Linked DNA regions of Mus musculus: all the other regions are linked to region 1. A link is a contact called in public HiChIP or PLAC-seq and promoter capture Hi-C data. All regions are on one chromosome and are shown on one strand. Each heading gives the region's core, a stretch centred on a gene start, on an enhancer-like site or on the middle of the called end of the contact. The rest is flanking DNA. Distances are from core to core; before and after follow the strand shown. Region 1 holds the start of Akr1a1 (aldo-keto reductase family 1, member A1 (aldehyde reductase)). Region 2 holds the start of Nsun4 (NOL1/NOP2/Sun domain family, member 4). Region 3 holds the start of Kif2c (kinesin family member 2C). Region 4 holds the start of Rad54l (RAD54 like (S. cerevisiae)).

Region 1 (4,344 bases), core at 1,075-3,574:
CATTGGACGTATCTATGGACACTGCTCTGGGAAGTATGGCTGTGCTGAACTAGTGTAACCTTGGAAGAAGGCTGCTTTGCTGCAGAGTAGGTTAGGCTCAGAGTAGAGCCACTGCTGACTCTGACAGAACCAGAAAGAGTTAACTTCAACAAGTCCTGGCTGCTATTTATCCTGTACCAGTGTAGATAATAAATAATAAATAAACAGGGCCAGACTATCAAAAGTTACACAGAGAGAGAGAAAGAGAGAGAGAGAGAAAGAGAGAGGGGGGGGGAGAGAGAGAGCAATGTTTGTCTTGTACATCCCTAAAACAGATATCTATTCTGAAAAACCTATTTCTTGGCAAAAAAAAAAAATGATATGACCATCTAATAATTCACACGTGACTGTGTAGAGGCATCCCACCCAGTAAGATCTAAACAGCAGATCTTCCCTGGCATTGAAACACTACCTGACAGCTCTTATAGAAATACCTCTGCTGCAGCTTCTATTCTTTTGCCCCCGCTGTATGTAGCACAGTTCCTTCTCATAACCAGGAATATGCTTGGCAAGGCCAGTGATGGCCGGAAGCCAGGGCCTTGGGGGAGCTACTGCTTCAGATCCTGAGAACCCAAATCTTCCCACCAAATGGGACTTTAGTTATCAGTCCAAAGGCTGCGGAGAGCTTAGCGTGTAATGTTTTTGAGATACCCTGTGTTCCCCTTAATCAACATTGTTTTATTAGCGTTCCCCTGATTTAGTTCCATTGTATGACACTTGCTGCTGTGTTCAATTTCTCCCCTGGAAATAATATATAAGATGCTGTGCTTCTTAACAGACATGGTTTGTGAAAGACCTCCCCATCTGAAACTTTACCTTTCTGCTTATCTTCTGATCTCCCGGTCCTCTCTCTCAGGACCCTGTCACTGAAGAATGACCTGCAGGTCTAGGTCATTTCTCACCTCCTTAAGCTCCTGCCTGCATGTGGTAAACAGACATATACTCGGGCACACACACATACAAGTAAAAATAAATTTTTGTTTTTGTTTTTTTGAGACAGGGTTGCACTCTGTAGAACAGGCTGGCCTTGAATTTGGAGATCTGCTTGCCTCTTCTCCTGATTGCTAGGATTAATGGCATGTATCACCACCACCTGGTAATAAAATAATTTTTTAAAAAGAAAAGAAAAAGAGCTGAGTGCACGTCTTTAATTTTAGCATTTGGGAGTCAGAGCCAGACAGATTACTATGATTTGGAGGCCAACCTGGTCTACAATAGTGAGTTCCAGGACAGTCAGAGTAGTGAGACTGATGAAGGCTGGTCCCCATGTTGAAGCCCGTTCCCTAGCTTAAAGTCACCTCGAGCTTGGCTGTAATTCTTTTGTTTCATTTCTGTTGGCCACTCCATATTGTTGACACAAAACATATTGCACTTTGATTGTAAACACACACACACACATACACACACACACACAATTTGACTCAGAGATCAAATTGACCATATATTCTGAGGATGACGATGATTATGATTGGAAATTTCCCAAATGCAGCCTTCACTCAGCCAAGCAAGATATAACAGGGCAGCTTGAACTGTTAAGTTCAAACTACTAAAAAAACTTGGAGAGGGGCCGACCGCTCTATAGCCCTCCTTCACCCACTTAGGAGCCCATTGTGTTTTTTCCCTTTATAAGCTATCCCTGGGAAACACACACACCCCACCTTTATGTGGGTGCTCATGGAAGTCAGAAGAGAGTATTAAATCCCCTGGAGCTGGGGTTACAGGTGGTTGAGAACCTCCTGACATGAATGCTGGTACTGAACTTGGGTTCTCTGAAAAAGCGGCACCCCTTCTCTCCATCTTCAAATGTTTTCCTTTTAGATAGGGGATCATAAATCTCAGGCTGGCCTCAAAGTCAATGTATAGGAGGCAAGAAAAACTGAATCTTCTGATTCTCCTTGCTTCCACCTCCCAAGTGCTGGGATAACGACTCAATTTTATGCCGTGCTGGGATTTTGAACCCAGAACTTTATGTTAAGCAAGCACTGTATTAATTTAGCTATACGGCCCCAGCTCATATTTATGAAGTCTTTTGCACAGGGCTAAAGTGCAAGGTACTGAGTGAAAGATCAGTAACTTTCTAAAATGGGGTTTGCAGAGGCAAGATTTTCTGTATTTTTTGGTCAAACTTTGTATCAGGCCCGCTCGGGGATTCCGACAAATTCACTTTAGAGAAAGAAAGACAGGCGGCCAGAAGGACCCCCTAGGTATCATAGAGGATCTCTTCAGAAAGTATAAGAATCTATGCCTAGAGAGGTGCCTGCGCGGTGCACTGTGGGCCGGTTGTGGGCGCGGCCAGCCACCCAAGACTGTCCACGTAGCTTGTGCGCATGCACAGTTTCGGGACCCCGGCCCTTCCAGACGTTCGTGGTGGAGTGAGAGGTTCCCAGGGGAGGAATGTGCAAAGTCCCAGCTTTGGCTTCTACTCCCTCTTCTACTTCGCAGGACAGTGGGGGTCTCCTCCGTCCTGCGCGTAGTTCTGGGAGCCGGGCCCTCGCTCCTCCCTGGGGTGGGGCTGCCGCTTCTCCGCCGGACTTAAGTCGGGCCCTGTTGCCTCAGTACTGGAGTGCAGAGCTGAATTCGGGCCACTTTGTCTTTTCCACAGCCTGTGCTCACTGCCAAGGTGAGTTCTTCCTGCTGCTGACTCGTCTTTTTCTCCTGAGTTAAAGGCGAGGGTCCTTCAGTACCACAGGTCAGGGCCAGGATTGAGCGAATGGCGCCAGCACGTCGAGGGATGCGATTTAGTTTCGCGTTTGAGCACTTCCTCCTATTCTGTTCTCAGATAACGTGTTTCTGGACCTCGGTTTCCTCAGAGTTGGAATGAGCAAGGAAATCATTAGTGCTGTAGGGAGGACTGGGATAAACCTTTGAATGTGTCTGGTGCATATCTCGTGCTTTTGCCATCTCTTTGTTTGGTCATCTGCTCGAAATTTCTAGGCGCTCTGCCTTTCCTAATGGCGGTACAGGGATATTCCTAGGAAGTGGCGGAAGTGGGGAGAGATTAGCTTGCTCAAGCCTCTGCCTTAGGTTTGAGAAAATTTGAACATCTCCTGTCGCTACGGAGCCTTTTAAAGTGAAAATACTTGAATCTTCACATTACCGAGCCTACCATTAATGGACTCTACTGTTTAGACTTTTCGTAGGACCGCAGGACCTGCTCAGCTTCTGATCAGGCCTGTTAACTTTTCCCAGGTTGCACTTCAGCAGCGATACAGGTTTAATTCCAGTATGAATCTTTCCTGCCCGGCAGAATTGGTTATTATTTATAGGTAGTTTTGGAGACAGAGTCTCTTTGAAGAATTTTTGCTAAAAATTAATGTTTTGTCTGCTATGTAAGTATGTGTACCTTGTGGGTGCCTGGTGCCCATGGAGGTCATAAGAAAGGGACATATTCCCTGGAACTAGAGTCAAACTCCGCCCCGGACAAGCCCTTTACCAACTGAACTACACCTCCAACCCAGATTTTTTTTTTTTTAGTACTTGCTCAAAGTTAGTAAAATACTAACAGGTGTAGGTCAGAGGTAGAATTGGCGTGTGTAAGGCCTTGGGATTGTCCCCCAGCCCCTTGACACACATAGATACATGACTTTTCTTTGGTTTTCCAAGATGGATTGAAGATACCGAAGTCAGTGACTTCCTCAGGTGCTTCTCCAGCAAGCTAAGCTGTCCAGCTAGCATGGCATGGTATCTCCTGCCTATAAAGCCAATTTGGAAGGGAGACGCAGGGGGATCATGAGTTCAATTCCATTCTTGGCTACAGACAGTTCAAGACCATCCTGGGCTACATGAGACCATATCTGGGGAAAAAACCCAAACCAAATCCAAAAGAAAAGCCCCAGTATTCAAGGTCTCCCCTCAATTAACTTCTGTGTGCGCATGGTAAAGGGTTCAGATAAATGACCCTGGCTTGTGGGGGAAACCCTTTTGTTGTTGTTGTTTTTGTTTTGTTGTTTTTGTTTTGTTTTTTCGAGACAGGGTTTCTCTGTGTAGCCCTGGCTGTCCTGAAACTCACTTTGTAGACCAGGCTGGCCTCGAACTCAGAAATCTGCCTGCCTCTGCCTCCCAAGTGCTGGGATTAAAGGCATGCACCACCACCGCCCGGCTGGGGGAAACCTCCTTATGAACAAAGAGATGCAGTGAGATATACAGTGTATATCAGTACACACACACACACACACACACACAGTCATGTGAGAAAGTGATTAGAAGTTTCAGGGAGGAACCAGAATTTCCATGTACTAGCTCAATGGTAAGTAACAATTAGCTAGGCAAGTGTGAAGTTTGGGGAAAGAAAATGTGCCGATACCT
Region 2 (4,344 bases), core at 495-2,994, 600 kb after region 1:
TGTCTGTGGGATATGTTCTTCCAGCTGGGCTGCCTTGTCTGGCCTCAATGGGAGAGGATACGTTTTGCCAAGCAGACCTGATGTGCCATGGTGGGGAGATAGCTGGGGGGGGACCTCCACCCTCTAGGAGGAGAAGAGGGAATGGGGGAGGCATTGTGGGAGGGGAGTTGGTAAAGGGGTAGTGATTGGGATGTAAAGTGAATAAATAAATCAAGAAACAAAACAAAAGGGGCTGGTGAGATGGCTGAGCGGTTAAGAGCACTGACTGCTCTTCCAAAGGTCCTGAGTTCAAATCCCAGCAACCACATGGTGGCTCACAACTATCTGTAATGAGATCTGACTCCCTCTTCTGGAGTGTCTGAAGACAGCTACAGTGTACTTACATATAATAATAAATAAATCTTAAAAAAAAAATTCTTAAAAAAAAAAAGAAACAAAAGGACATGTGCCATCGTGGCCTCATTTGGCTCACTAAAATTTTGAAACTCAAATTCTCACTTGTTTAAGTCTTATTTTACTTTTATTGTTTAAGATAATGACAGATAGCCAGTCGGTGGTGGCGCATGCCTTTAATCCCAGCGCTTGGGAGGCAGAGGCAGGCAGATTTCTGAGTTCGAGGCTAGCCTGGTCTATAAAGTGAGTTCCAGGACAGCCAAGGCTATACAGAGAAATCCTGTCTCGAAAAACCAAAAAAAAAAAAAAAAAAAAAAAAAAAAGATAATGACAGATACGTATGTGACTTGGATGATGAGTACAATTTTTGGCAGGTGCTCATTCTATATTTGTATGAGTTACAGTTTGGGCACACCCTTTTAATCCCAGCCCTTGGGAGACGGAAGCAAGCAGGTATAATTTCCAGGCTAGCCTGGTGTACATAGAGAGTTATAGGCCAGCCACGACTATGTAGTGAGATCTTGTCTCAAAAATCAAAAGGAAAAGAAAAGAGTGTGTTATATGTTTGTATATGTTCATGCATATGTGCATATGGTCTATGAATGGCAGCTGCAGGTCAACACCACACGTCTTCAGATGGTCTCATGGAATCTGGAGCTCACTAATTCAAAGACGTTGGCTGCCCCACAACTTCCAGAGATCAGTTTGACATACTTAACATTTTTAAAAAATTACGACTTAGCTGATTATACTATATGGTGGGTGGCAATACATTATAAGAATAAATGTAAGGTTACAGAAAAGCTGTCTGACCTGTAGCTATGAAAACCAAGCTTGGCCTGGAACTCACAGAGATCCGTCTGCTTCTGCCTTCCAAGTGCTGGAATAAAGACATATGCCACTCTGCTCAGCCAAACGATCATTTCTAAAAATAGTGATCACCCCCTTTCTTCTTGGATCCTAAGCGGCGTAGTCAATTTGATAGTCTCAGAAAGAACACAAAATTAGGTACCGAGTCTTGAAAAGAACCGTCTAAAAGGAAGATCTTGAAACTGGCTTCTATGGCTTCCTAGCAATTCCGCTTCTGTCTATAGTCTGCTCTAATTTCGTTCTACCTCGGCAGCTTTCTCCATGCAGGTTGAGCCCAGAAGGCCTTCCCTGCAACTTCCTAGGAGCTCCTTTAGATGCTCTAGCACAGCCACCGCTTCGTGTGCGCCCCGAGGATTCTGGTGGGTGGGGTGTGGAGGTAGGCGGAGCCCTGGGGGCGCCGCAAGCCTAGCCCCGCCCTGTCTGCCGCTGATATTCTAAGCAGCCCTCAATCCTTCCCGGAACCCGCGAGAGCGCAGCTGCAGTTTCAGTCGGAATTATTGGCGTTGTTAGTTGACATGGCTGCGCCCGTCTTAAGATGTGTTCGGAAGCTGCTGAAGCTCGTGGACTTCACGCCGGTCCCGCGGAGATATCGATATAAGAAGAAATGGGTAAGGTCTGACATTAGAGGGAGACTTATCCAGCCCTTGCGTTTCCCGTCACTCACAGTTGCATTCGGGACATGAACTCCAGGGACCGTAACCTTCTTGGAGCTCTTGTCTCACGCCTGCCTGTCCTTTTATTAACCACAAGCCTCTTCCTGTTGCGTAAGCAGCCCCCTGACTCCGCCCCTCTCTGTTAAGTCACGGCCTGAGCTTTCATTCGGTGACGTTACATCGCCTCATGTTACTTTTTCTTGCTTACTTTTATCTTGCCCTTCCCACCCTTCTTTTTCCTTTTCTTTCCTCCCTCTTACCCTTCCCCTCCAGTCCCATGAACTCTTCCCCTCCTTTCCTCCTTAAAATTTCAGCCCCTTCAACTTCACCTCAAGCAGACTGCCCTAACAACTACTCCTTCCCTCCTGAGTCTCCGTCGTCCTGCAGGAAAGGATTCACCCCTGTTCTCACTCTCGAGGTGCCTGTGGCGCCCGGGAAAGACTTCAACGACCACCTTTCCTGTAATGCTGGCCTTTCTCCAAATGCAGGCAACAGATTCACCAACCCCCCTTACTCTAGAGAACCTTTCTCTTGCCTCACCATTTCTTCTCCGTGCTTACCTCGACGGATCCCCACCCCGCCCCCTCCGCCCCCAGTCCTCTCCTCCCCACCCCCACCGGAGAGGTGCCCCTTTGAACCCTTTTCTCCACTCCTAGGAAGGCTGTACAGACAAGAGCCAGCTGGTTCATCCTCTCCTTGTTTTGACCGATTCAGCCTTCAGGGGTCACCCTCTCCTCATCAGCGGAACCTATGTTGCAACTATATTGATTCCCCAGAATCTCAGCGTTCATGCCCTCCAAGTCCGCGTCTTTGTTATGTGACTTCCCCACCTCTCATTCATCAGGCCCCTAGAGCCAGCCCAGTAACTTCCCCTGAACTTACTCATATAACCTTGGAGACAGGCCCGGTGATTTCGACTCCCCTTATGCCAGGGTCCCAGGGAAATTACTCCATCATTTCACCTCTTCTTACCCATCGGCCCCTGAGACCTGGCCTTGCAATTTCACCTCCCCTTGCTCACCGATCTGTGGAAACTAGACCTCTAACCCCTGCATCCATTTCTCACCGAGGGCCCCACTGTCCCTCTAGAAGAAGTTACAATGATCCTCCCCTTTCTTCAGCATCTTCCCCACCCTCTGGCAACCCTTACCACGACAACCCTATGCCTCCAAACTCTTGTGAACCTAAACCACAGCTTGATGTACCTCTTGGGAAAAATGGCTGTGGCCCTCCACTTTCTTCTCAGGCAGGCATGTCTGGCTCTCCCATCTCACCTCAAGAGGGCTGTATTCATTATTCCCATTTATGCCCAGATTCCCAGATATCTGCCCCTAGGAGTCCTTTCTGTGTTATCAACCTACCACCTGAGAGTGCTGGTTCTCCTAGCTCATCCCTGCCTCAGGCTCTCCAGAAGCCCTGTGTAGGGTCCTTTCTGTGGGAGCCTGGGGGGAACTCTTACCTCTTACTAACCCCAGGTACTATAATTTCTGGTCCTTCCTGCACCACAGGACCACCTCTTCCTCAGTGTCCTAATCCTTCCCCGTATTTCCCATCTCCCCTGAACAACCAGTGTGTAGCTCCACCTCAGTCACCCAGAGGTTATAATGAACCCCGCCCTCCTACCTCAGCTCCCCCTCAAATGAAGTCCCCCAAATCCCCTGAATCACGACGCAATCCCTACAAGTGTCGGTCCCTAGACAATACACCCCACCACACTCCTCCTAGCCATTCTAAATCCCATAAGACCAACACCTGTCCTCAGCCTCCCTCCCAGTCCTTTGGCCTCTTTAGTCCATGTATGGAGCCAGCCATCACAACTACTTCAAATTCCTGCCCAAAAGAACCTCCCCCAGAGACCGCTGTCCTCAAAACTGTTGCTCCTACTTCCTGTCCTCATAGCTCGCCTTGTAATCCTGCTTTGCCCAGTAGATATCCTAAGAGTAGTCCCCACGTACCACCTCCAGTTTCCCCCTGCAATACTCATATGTATTCTGTGGTTCCTCCCACCTCCCATTTATCCCCACTCTCTAGTCCCCTAAATCAGTCTATACCTCTCCCTCAGCCTGCGGTTCTCCCTTGTGGCACTTATTCTGCTCCCAGGGGTCCGCCATCCCATATCAAGTCTGTGGCGCCTCCTTGTTCCACCCACATCTATTCTTTTATCCCTTTGAGAACACCCTTTGACCCCCGATGTTTACCTGTTGTCCCTCGAGCTCGGTTTTGCCCCACTACTGTTCCCTGTGGCATTCATACCTATGCTGTGACTTCTCCAGTCCCACTGAACAATCCCTCCCAGATCCCCTACAGCTGTTCTTTGCCTCCATCCAAGACCTCCTCTACCTGTAGCACTTCTGTCAGTTCAACTATTGTTTGTAGTGACTATCAAAGTAGTGACAGCCAGATTAACCACCAAAACAAAAGTCAGAGC
Region 3 (4,344 bases), core at 722-3,221, 530 kb before region 1:
AGTAAGACCCTGCCTCAAAAAACAAAACAAAGAAAACAGGTCACTCTGCTACACTGTGAGTTAGAGGCCAGTCTAAGATGTTCATGGACAAGAAGTTGTTTTCTTTTATATTTTAACTTTACCATCATCGTCATCGGCATGAGGTTAAAGGGATGACAGCCTTCAGGGGTTAGCTCTCTCTTTCCATCCTGTGTGTTCCAGGCTCAAGCACAGCAGCAAGGGCTTTTACCCTCTGAGCCATCTCAATACCCTGTCCTTCCTTCCACTGTTGCTATTCTTGGTTGTTGTTTTTTTTAAGATTTATTTATTTATTATATGTAAGTACACTGTAGTTGTCTTCAGACACTCCAGAAGAGGGCATCAGATTTCATTAGATTTGAACTCGGGACCTTCGGAAGAGTAGTCAGCGCTCTTAACCACTGACCTATCTCGCCAGCCCTAACAAAGAGTATTTGTTTTGGTTTGGGTTTTTTGTTTTGTTTTGTTTTTCGAGACAGGGTTTCTCTGTATAGCCCTGGCTGTCCTGGAACTCACTTTGTAGACCAGGCTGGCCTCGAACTCAGAAATCTGCCTGCCTCTGCCTCCCGAGTGCTGGGATTAAAGGCATGTGCCACCAAGCCTGGCACTATTCTTGTTTTTAATGTAACTACATTTAACTTGTTTATTTAGTATGTGTGTGTGTGTATGTGGTGCATGCCATGGCACATTTGTGGAGGCTTTGGGGAGTTCATTCTCCTACCATGTAGGTCCAGAAGATCAAACTCAGGTCTTCAGGCTTGTCAAGGTTGGATAGACCAAGGGCTAGACACCATTTACACTATACATATCCTCCGCGGGGCGGTGGGGGTTCTTGGTCTGCATAGGTCTGCATACTGGGGCAGTAATGATGTGGTTCAGTGTAAGAACGTTCCCCTAGAAGCCGGACAGTAGTGGCACATGCACAAAGTCCTGGAGTTAATACCTAGTACTACGAAACAAAAAGACATTATAAATAATGACAAAAATCAGGTATGGTGATTCATGCTAATTCCAGCATTTAGGCATTGTAGGCTGCTTTTCATTGCCAGCATCTTTTTTTGTTTGTTTGTTTGTTTGTTTGAGACAGTTTCACACAGCCCACTCTGGCCTCAAACATGCTGCTTAGCTAAGGTTGGCTTTGAAATTATTCTCTTTTCTTCATCTACAGGGAGCTAGGATTATAGGCATGATCTACCATACCCCGCTTCTCTTGTGTTCTGTTTTGTTTTGTTTTTCTAGAAAGGGTTTCCCTGTGTAATCTTGGCTATTCTGGAACTCAGGCTGTAGACCAGACTGACTTCGAAGTCAAATTTGCCTCTCTCTAGTGGTAGGATTAAAGGCTCGAGTCACCACCGTATGACTTCCCCCGTGTTCCTAATAGGAAAAAAAAAAAAAAAAAAGTTTCACGGACAGGAACCATTCGTCTTGTTTATTCCACTATCCCAATCTAGCACTATGTCTAGCACTAGCATGTGACTATTTTTAATTGGTGTCTTCGAAATATTGTATACATTTCAAAGAGAAAGCAATCATCAAGAAACCAGGATTTGAACCCCTGTCTGTAGAATCACAAGGCCCTCACTGAAACATTATACATAAGTTTCCTAGTCTTACATAAAGGCAGAAGTTCGACCTGGTAGCGGGAGGGTAAGGCCAGAAGCCATAAAACCTTCCCATCAGCTGGGCGTGGTGGCGCACGCCTTTAATCCCAGCACTCGGGAGGCAGAGGCAAGCGGATTTCTGAGTTCGAGGCCAGCCTGGTTTACAGAGTGAGTTCCAGGACAGCAAGAGCTAGAAAAACAAAACAAAACAAACAAACGAAAAAACCAAACAACCAACCAACCAACCAAAAACCCTTCCCATCAGTCTCAGAGCTCGGGAGCCCGGCCACGCGCCGGAAGTCGGAGACCAAGACTACATATCCCACATTGCTCTGCGGTGCGTCGCACTGGTGACGTTGTAGGGAGGCTGGCGCGCGGGATTTAAACTGCAGCGGTTTAGGCGTTGTTAACACAGCGCAGTATTAGCAGAGTCGTGGTTTCCAAGCTTCTTTCATTTGTGTTGCCTGTTGTTGTTCCTGAGTCCATGGAGTCGCTTCACGCACGCCTGTTTCCTGGTCTCTCCATCAACATTCAACGCAGCAATGGTGAGGGCAGGGTCTTGAGGCCAAGGGGACGACCCAAGAGCGGTGAGACTGCCAAGATGGTTATCTGAATCTCCGTGTGGCAAAGCTTTGGGATACTTTCCCTTATTCCACACTGAGGGGGTCCATGTCACTACACTGGCAGTCGGTGTCCCCTACACAGGAGGAAAACGCTACTTTGGTTGTGGGTCCCTTGCCTGCTTTCTGAGTGTGGGCGGAGCACGTCTGCGGTTATTGGTGCGCCTAGCTAGGTTATAGCGATTGGATGCATTTCCTCTGAACCTGTTTTGCTTTGTTGGACCCGCGGCTTCCTCGGCCTCCTGAGTGCTGGGATTAAAGGTCATGCACTACCACGCCCGGCTTTTTTTTTTTTTTTTTTTTTTTTTTGGCGTTTGTTTTGGTTTTTCAAGGAAGGGTTTCTCTGTGTAGTCCTGGAACTCCTGTAGACCAGGCCTCGAACTCACAAATCCCCTGCCTCTGCCTCCCAAGGGCTGGGATTAAAGGCGTTGCACCACCACTGCCCGGCTCAACCATCTGTCTTTATTAAGCAATTTCTACAGGTCTAATAACGGGTCATTCATGGACTAGCCAACCACTGCCAAAAATGGACCAGGGAACTCCAGCGGTCCAGCTCTTTACTGATGTGTTCAGGAATAGCTCCTCCAAGGAATGTAGTAACTTACTTGCTCAAATGAATCTTCATTCTGTTGGAGCGGTGATGCAATTTTATCCTATGGAGCTGGGGTTTAAGGCCCATTCCCTGTTCACTTCCACTGTGGAATGGTCTAAGGGTGAACCCCACTAGAATTACTAACTAGCATTTGTGTTTTGTTTTATTTTTTGAGACAGTTTCTCTGTAACAGGGCCTTGGACCTGGACTTGCTTTGTAGATCAGGCTGACCTCGAACTCACAGAGATCCACCTACTGTACTTTGCAAGTGCTAGGATTAAAGGCATGCACCATCACAGGCCTAGTTCTTTGGTGTTTTGTTTGTTTGTTGCTTTTTAAATTTATTATTTTATTTTATGTTCATTGGTGTTTTGTGAAATCCTCTGGAAGTGGAATTACACTTTGACAACAGGGTTTCTCTGTGTAGCCCTGTCTGTCCTGGAACTCACGTTGTAGACCAGGCTGTCCTCACTCACAGAACTCCTCAGGCCTCTATCCCTGATGTATTGGGATTAAAGGCAAGGGCCACCACTGCCTGGCTGTTTGTATTTTTTAAAAGAGAATTAAATTTTCCCTTCCGGAGCCGGGCATGGTGGCTCATGCCTTTAATCCCAGCACTCGGGAGGCAGAGGCAGGCGGATTTCTGAGTTCGAGGCCAGCCTGGTCTACAAAGTAAGTTTCAGGACAGCCAGGGCTATACAGAGAAACCCTGTCTTGAAAAACAAAACAAAGCCGGGCGTGGTGGCGCACGCCTTTAATCTCAGCACTCGGGAGGCAGAGGCAGGCGGATTTCTGAGTTCGAGGCCAGCCTGGTCTACAAAGTGAGCTCCAGGACAGCCAGGGCTACACAGAGAAACCCTGTCTCGAAAAAACAAACAAACAAACAAACAAAAAAAAACAAAAACAAAACAAAACAAATTTCCCTTCCGAGGTAAATGTAAATTTGAAGTCTTTAGGATCCTAAAAGCAAAGTGGAGAATAAAAACTTAAGTTTGGCCAGGCAGTGGTGGCGCAGTCAAAAAAAAAAAAAGAACACCTTAAAAAAAACTTAAGTTCTTAGGAGACACATGGATAACTTCTGACCTTCTCATACATAGGCTTAATTCACCCCGCCAATATAAGCACAGTGAACGTGGAGAAATCCTGTGTTTCGGTGGAATGGATCGAAGGAGGTACCACAAAAGGCAAAGAGGTAGGTCCTCTGAGGATGCTTGTGTGGCATCTCCCATGATCCTGTGCAGAGCATCTGTGTGAACCGGTGACAGCCCAGCCTAATGCTGTGCTATCCTCTCCAGTCTTAAGAAATGGTGCTCCCTGGAGACATTGGGATTCCTTTTAGTCAGATGTTCTAAATTGAAGCAATTAGCCATTTCTGGTTTGTCTATGGAGAGCAAATTGCATCGAACCCTAACCAAGGCTCTGCCCACTCACCTAAGCTTGAGTCCTGAGTACACAGTACCAGTGTCAGTTTGGGTAACAAAATCTGCAACCCAGGAAAGGAAATGAAGGTGTG
Region 4 (4,344 bases), core at 1,315-3,814, 530 kb after region 1:
CGGTAGGTGCTCTTAACCACTGAGCCATCTCTCCAGCCCCTATCTTTTTCTTGAAGTGAAAGACTTAACAAGTTGAACAAACAGCACAATGGCCAAAGAATGGAAAAACCAGACTCTATCAACTTCTTTAATCTTTAGGGGTGAAAAAGTCACAGTATATGTGTGTTTCCAAGCCAGATTAAGGGACAGTAGAGCGTTGATCATATCTACCTCACGCCCTTCTCTCAGAAAGCACAGCAGGAGTGGGGCCACTCCCTATCCAAATCAGGCTCAGCTACATATGCCACTTGTGATAAAGCCAGTTAGGCTTCTGTTTCCCTGCTAGAGAACTGGTTTTTCAGAAATCATATGATTATCAATCTGCTAATTTAGCTGATATACTTGAAAGGCCCCAGCCCCCACTGCAACACATCCTGTCCTCCCTGGTCCTTTTTCCTCCCCTCCCCTCTGACTACATAAGCTAGTCCCAATACTTCAATGAATGAGCTGTCCTGTGAAACAGTCTCCTGGGTTGGTTCACCCCTGCCTTTCAGCACCAAGACCCTGCTCCCCTGATCCTCTGCATCCTGATGGCCACTGGTGTACAATGGCTGAGGGGCAGGGGCGGGGGGGGGGGGAGGTAGGCCCACAGATATAGGGTTAAAAATTAGGGAGGTTGGAGGTTGAGCCTGGTGGCATAGGGCTATAATTTTAGCACTAGGAAGTAGAAACAGGAGGTTAGCACTGGATACATCAGACCCAGTCTCAAAAGAAGCAAAACAAACCTTCAAAAAGGAAATACTTGCCAGGTGTGGTGGTGCACGACTTTAATCCCAGCACTTGGGAGGCAGAGGTAGGTGGATTTTTGAGTTCGAGGCCAGCCTGGTTTACAGAGTGAGTTCCAGGACAGCCAGGGCTATACAGAGAAACCCTGTCTCAGAAAAAAAAAAAAAAAAGAAAAAAAAAAAAAAGAAGAAATTGAGATTAAAAAAAAAAAAGGAAATACTTATATATTTTCTAGGGCTAGGTAGAGTTTCTTTCCTTTAAAGAATATTTCTCTGTTATTAGAGCGTGTATGTACATGATGTTTGTATGAGGGTGCGCATGTGCCATGCTGTACATATGGAGGTCAGAGGTCAAGTTTGTGGATCAGTTCTCTCCTTTCACCTTGGTGTGGGCTGTGGGCACTGAACTCATGTCCTCAGGCTTAGGTGACACATGCTTTTATCCACATCCACACATCCCTTATACCCCCCATTTTGAGACAGATTTTGACTATACAGCCCAGGCTGACCTCATAGTCATGGCAAAGAAGTTAACTGTTCTTTTTGTGTATGTGATTTTGTTTTTCATTAAGTTGCTCACAGCCTTCTTGTCTCCCAGCAAGATATTCCTATGGAAATTAAAATTTCTTCGGTTCATTGTTCCCAAAAGCCAAGGAAAGGACATAAGTATCTCTTTAGTATATCCTCATTTCTGCTAGGCGGGCTGGGGATGACAGAGGGTCATAAGTTTAAAGATAACCGGGTTACACAGCAAGACCTTGTCTCAAATAACAACAAACCTCAGCAGTGACCGCCTCACGAAGTTCTACCACTATGCTATATTCCTAGTGCCCCCAAGACACCACACACACACACACACACACACACACACACACACACACACACGACAAAATGGGGACAATAAACCTTATCTGAGGATAGTAAATGATTTATAATAGCTAAGGAGATCCTTTTAAGTAGATAGTGATTAAGTGTAATGGGCATGCTATTTTGATTAGTGAGCACTTAGGTAATACATGGGGGCTATGTTAAATACTTTGAACACTTTTTTTTTTTCCCGTTCTTGGAGGGTCTTTCTACAGAGCTGTCGCTGTCCTGGAACTCATTATGAAGACCAGGCTAGTCTCACAGAGATCTGCTTGCCTATGCCTAGTGAGTACTATAATTAAAGGCCTGCGCTACCAGGCGCAGCTACTTTGTTCACTTTAATTAGACCCTGTGAATAATCCCTTAGGAGAGGTACTATAATAATATCACTTAAAGGAAAAACGGATTTTTAGAGAATGGGTGACTATGCCCCAGGAAAAGACAGCTAGCTTATTTCAAGACATCTCAGACCAATTGGCAGTGCAGCACCAACACCTCCGCTCACCTTTTGACTGGCCACTGGCCTTGCCTGCTTCCAGCTCAGATTTCTGCTCCAGGTCTGGCACAATAAAGAGCCTGAATCAAATTCCCAAAAATGTGCTGCCTTTTGAAATCTATTCCAGTAGCAACTCCTCCGCACAGTACTTCGGTGCAAAACATCTATTTGGTTCAGCTGCTTCGGCCAAAGGCAGGAGCCAGGAAGAGGGACCGTTGGCAAGTAAGAATTCTGGCACCTGCCTGTTGCTGCCACCAGGATAAGCCACAGCTCCTAGTGGTCTGTTGAGCCTCTGGGCGGAAATCCAAGACCCTTATTAGCCTCAGCCCTAGGCCCGCCCCTTCCTTTAGGCCGGATCGTCGAGCGTCAAGTTCACTGAACGCAGCCAATAGGGGACTGTGGTGGCAGAGTGGCGGGAGGTTCGATTGACACTGCCTGGAGGCTCTTAACGCGCGCTTTGGGAAGAGGAAGAATAAGGGGAAAGATACCGGAGTCGCTCTTTGCCTCTCTTCAGCTTCTAAGATTCTCCTCCTCCCAACCTGGATTTTTAACTGGTCCTTCCTGGGTTCCTGTTTAACTTCCCACAAGGCGTTCCTAGGTCTCTGCTTGCCTTCCTCACACTGAGGTTTGATGTCGGTCCAGCTCTGGTAAATTCTATCCCTCTCCTAAGAATTCAGGCGTCTCGCCTTCGTACTTAAGACTGTACTTTTTCGTAGGTGTTACTCTCAGGGAAGCAGCCCAGCTAGGGACGTTATTCCAACTCCACTTTGCTCATCTGCAACTTCAATCTGTCTTCTTTCCCATCCTAGATTTAGACCCAGCTCCGCTTGGACTTGGCTTTGGATATTTTGACCTTGAGGAACTTGGGGACCGACATTCCTGGTTTGGACCCAAGCCTCATCCTCTGATTGCATCCCCTCCCCTCATACCGACTCTTAAGACAATATTTTCAATGATATAGCAACTTCCTTTTATAGCATCCCCTGGTCCTGCATTCTCTGTTGCTGAGTGCTTTTAACTTCGCTGATGGGCACTTGACATTTGATGCTTCTGGGGCCAGGATGGTAAGTGTGACCTTAAGCTGACTTAAGGGGCCTGGCTGCAGGATCACTGCAGGAACTCACTTTCTGTTCTCCCTTGCAGAGGAGGAGCTTAGCTCCCAGCCAGTTGGCTAGGAGGAAACCAGAAGACAGATCATCAGATGATGAAGACTGGCAGCCTGGGACAGTAGTGAGTGTTTAGGGGAATAAGGAAAATGAGGTTCATAGTCATCTTGAGAAAGTACCTTTCATACATTTTTGAAGCTTTTTTTTTTTTTTTTTTTTTTTTTGAGATGAGCTTCTCACCAGGTCTGTAGACTATGGTCTGTCTCCCAAATGCAGTGTGTGGTCGTAGGCATGTGCCAGGCACACCTGGCACTTAAGGTTTTTTTTTTGAAACAGTGTTTCTCTGTGTAGCCCTGGCTGTTCTGGAACTCTGTTTGTAGACCAGGCTGGCCTTGAACTCACACAGAGGTTCCCTTGCCTCTGCTACCCAGTGTTGAAAGTGAAGGTGTTTGCCACTACTGCCCCGCGTAAGTAAATTTTAATGAAAATTTACAGTATACTAAGCATTGGAGAAGATTAATAAAATTGTTATCCTTGGGGCTGGAGAGATGACTCAGTGGTTAAGAGCACTGACTGCTCTTACAAAGGTCCTGAGTTCAAATCCCAGCAACCACATGGTGGCTCACAACCATCTGTAATGAGATCTGATGCCCTCTTCTGGAGTGTCTGAAGACAGCTACAGTGTACTTACATATAATAAATAAATAAATCTTAAAAAAATTGTTATCCTCCAGGTAGGTTCACTAGAAATTAATACAGTTTCAGTTTTCTTGGTGGGAGGAGAATATCAAAACCAAGGAATGGTAATGTTGGGTTCCAGGCCTGCCAAAAGTGGGGGTGGTGGTGTACTAATATATTCTGTGTGCTTCCCTAACTACATAGTATATTCAGGCCAGCCTGGAATACATGAAAATCTGCGTTTAAAAAAAAAAAGTAGGATTTTGGCATATGAGAGCTTTAGAGTTTCTCTGATATCCCTGGCTGCCCCTGAAACTTGCTCTATAGAGATCAGGCTAACCTCAGAATTTAGAGACCTGCCTCTGGTTTCCAAGATCAGGGATTCATTTGCCACCATGCCTGGCTGGGTGTTTTTTTTTGGTCTATTTTGAGA

The links. HiChIP or PLAC-seq counts read pairs in DNA pulled down with a chosen protein or histone mark. Capture Hi-C pulls out chosen DNA fragments and counts their contacts.
Region 2: a promoter capture Hi-C map of liver shows a contact between it and region 1. The contact joins the promoter of Nsun4 here to the promoter of Akr1a1 in region 1. A contact is called at or near these places in 2 of 39 promoter capture datasets (both in liver) and 2 of 9 other capture datasets (adipose tissue and liver).
Region 3: a contact with region 1 is called in a promoter capture Hi-C map of liver. The contact joins the promoter of Kif2c here to the promoter of Akr1a1 in region 1. A contact is called at or near these places in 2 of 115 datasets of contacts at active chromatin or transcription factors (bone marrow-derived macrophages and memory CD8 T cells) and 2 of 9 other capture datasets (adipose tissue and liver).
Region 4: a contact with region 1 is called in an H3K4me3 HiChIP or PLAC-seq map of the 230-238 cell line, with 15 read pairs. The contact joins the promoter of Rad54l here to the promoter of Akr1a1 in region 1. A contact is called at or near these places in 11 of 39 promoter capture datasets (3T3-L1-derived adipocytes, the C10 cell line, the HPC-7 cell line and 8 more), 2 of 15 datasets of contacts at CTCF or cohesin (large pre-B cells and pro-B cells), 1 of 484 Hi-C or Micro-C datasets (B cells), 12 of 115 datasets of contacts at active chromatin or transcription factors (the 230-238 cell line, the SCID.adh cell line, bone marrow-derived macrophages and 6 more) and 1 of 9 other capture datasets (embryonic stem cells).

The regions. Positions count from the first base shown.
Region 1 is chr4:116,649,654-116,653,997 of GRCm38.p6, reverse strand. Akr1a1 (aldo-keto reductase family 1, member A1 (aldehyde reductase)) reads left to right here and starts at 2,324. Exons shown (of 9, transcript NM_021473.3): 1 at 2,324-2,659.
Region 2 is chr4:116,051,211-116,055,554 of GRCm38.p6, reverse strand. Nsun4 (NOL1/NOP2/Sun domain family, member 4) reads left to right here and starts at 1,744. Exons shown (of 6, transcript NM_028142.5): 1 at 1,744-1,871. The coding sequence starts at 1,779.
Region 3 is chr4:117,180,251-117,184,594 of GRCm38.p6, reverse strand. Kif2c (kinesin family member 2C) reads left to right here and starts at 1,971. Exons shown (of 20, transcript NM_134471.4): 1 at 1,971-2,164; 2 at 3,929-4,023. The coding sequence starts at 2,104.
Region 4 is chr4:116,121,909-116,126,252 of GRCm38.p6, reverse strand. Rad54l (RAD54 like (S. cerevisiae)) reads left to right here and starts at 2,564. Exons shown (of 18, transcript NM_009015.3): 1 at 2,564-3,191; 2 at 3,271-3,357. The coding sequence starts at 3,189. It overlaps 2510003B16Rik (RIKEN cDNA 2510003B16 gene), which reads right to left and starts at 2,413. Exons shown (of 3, transcript NR_131048.1): 1 at 2,137-2,413.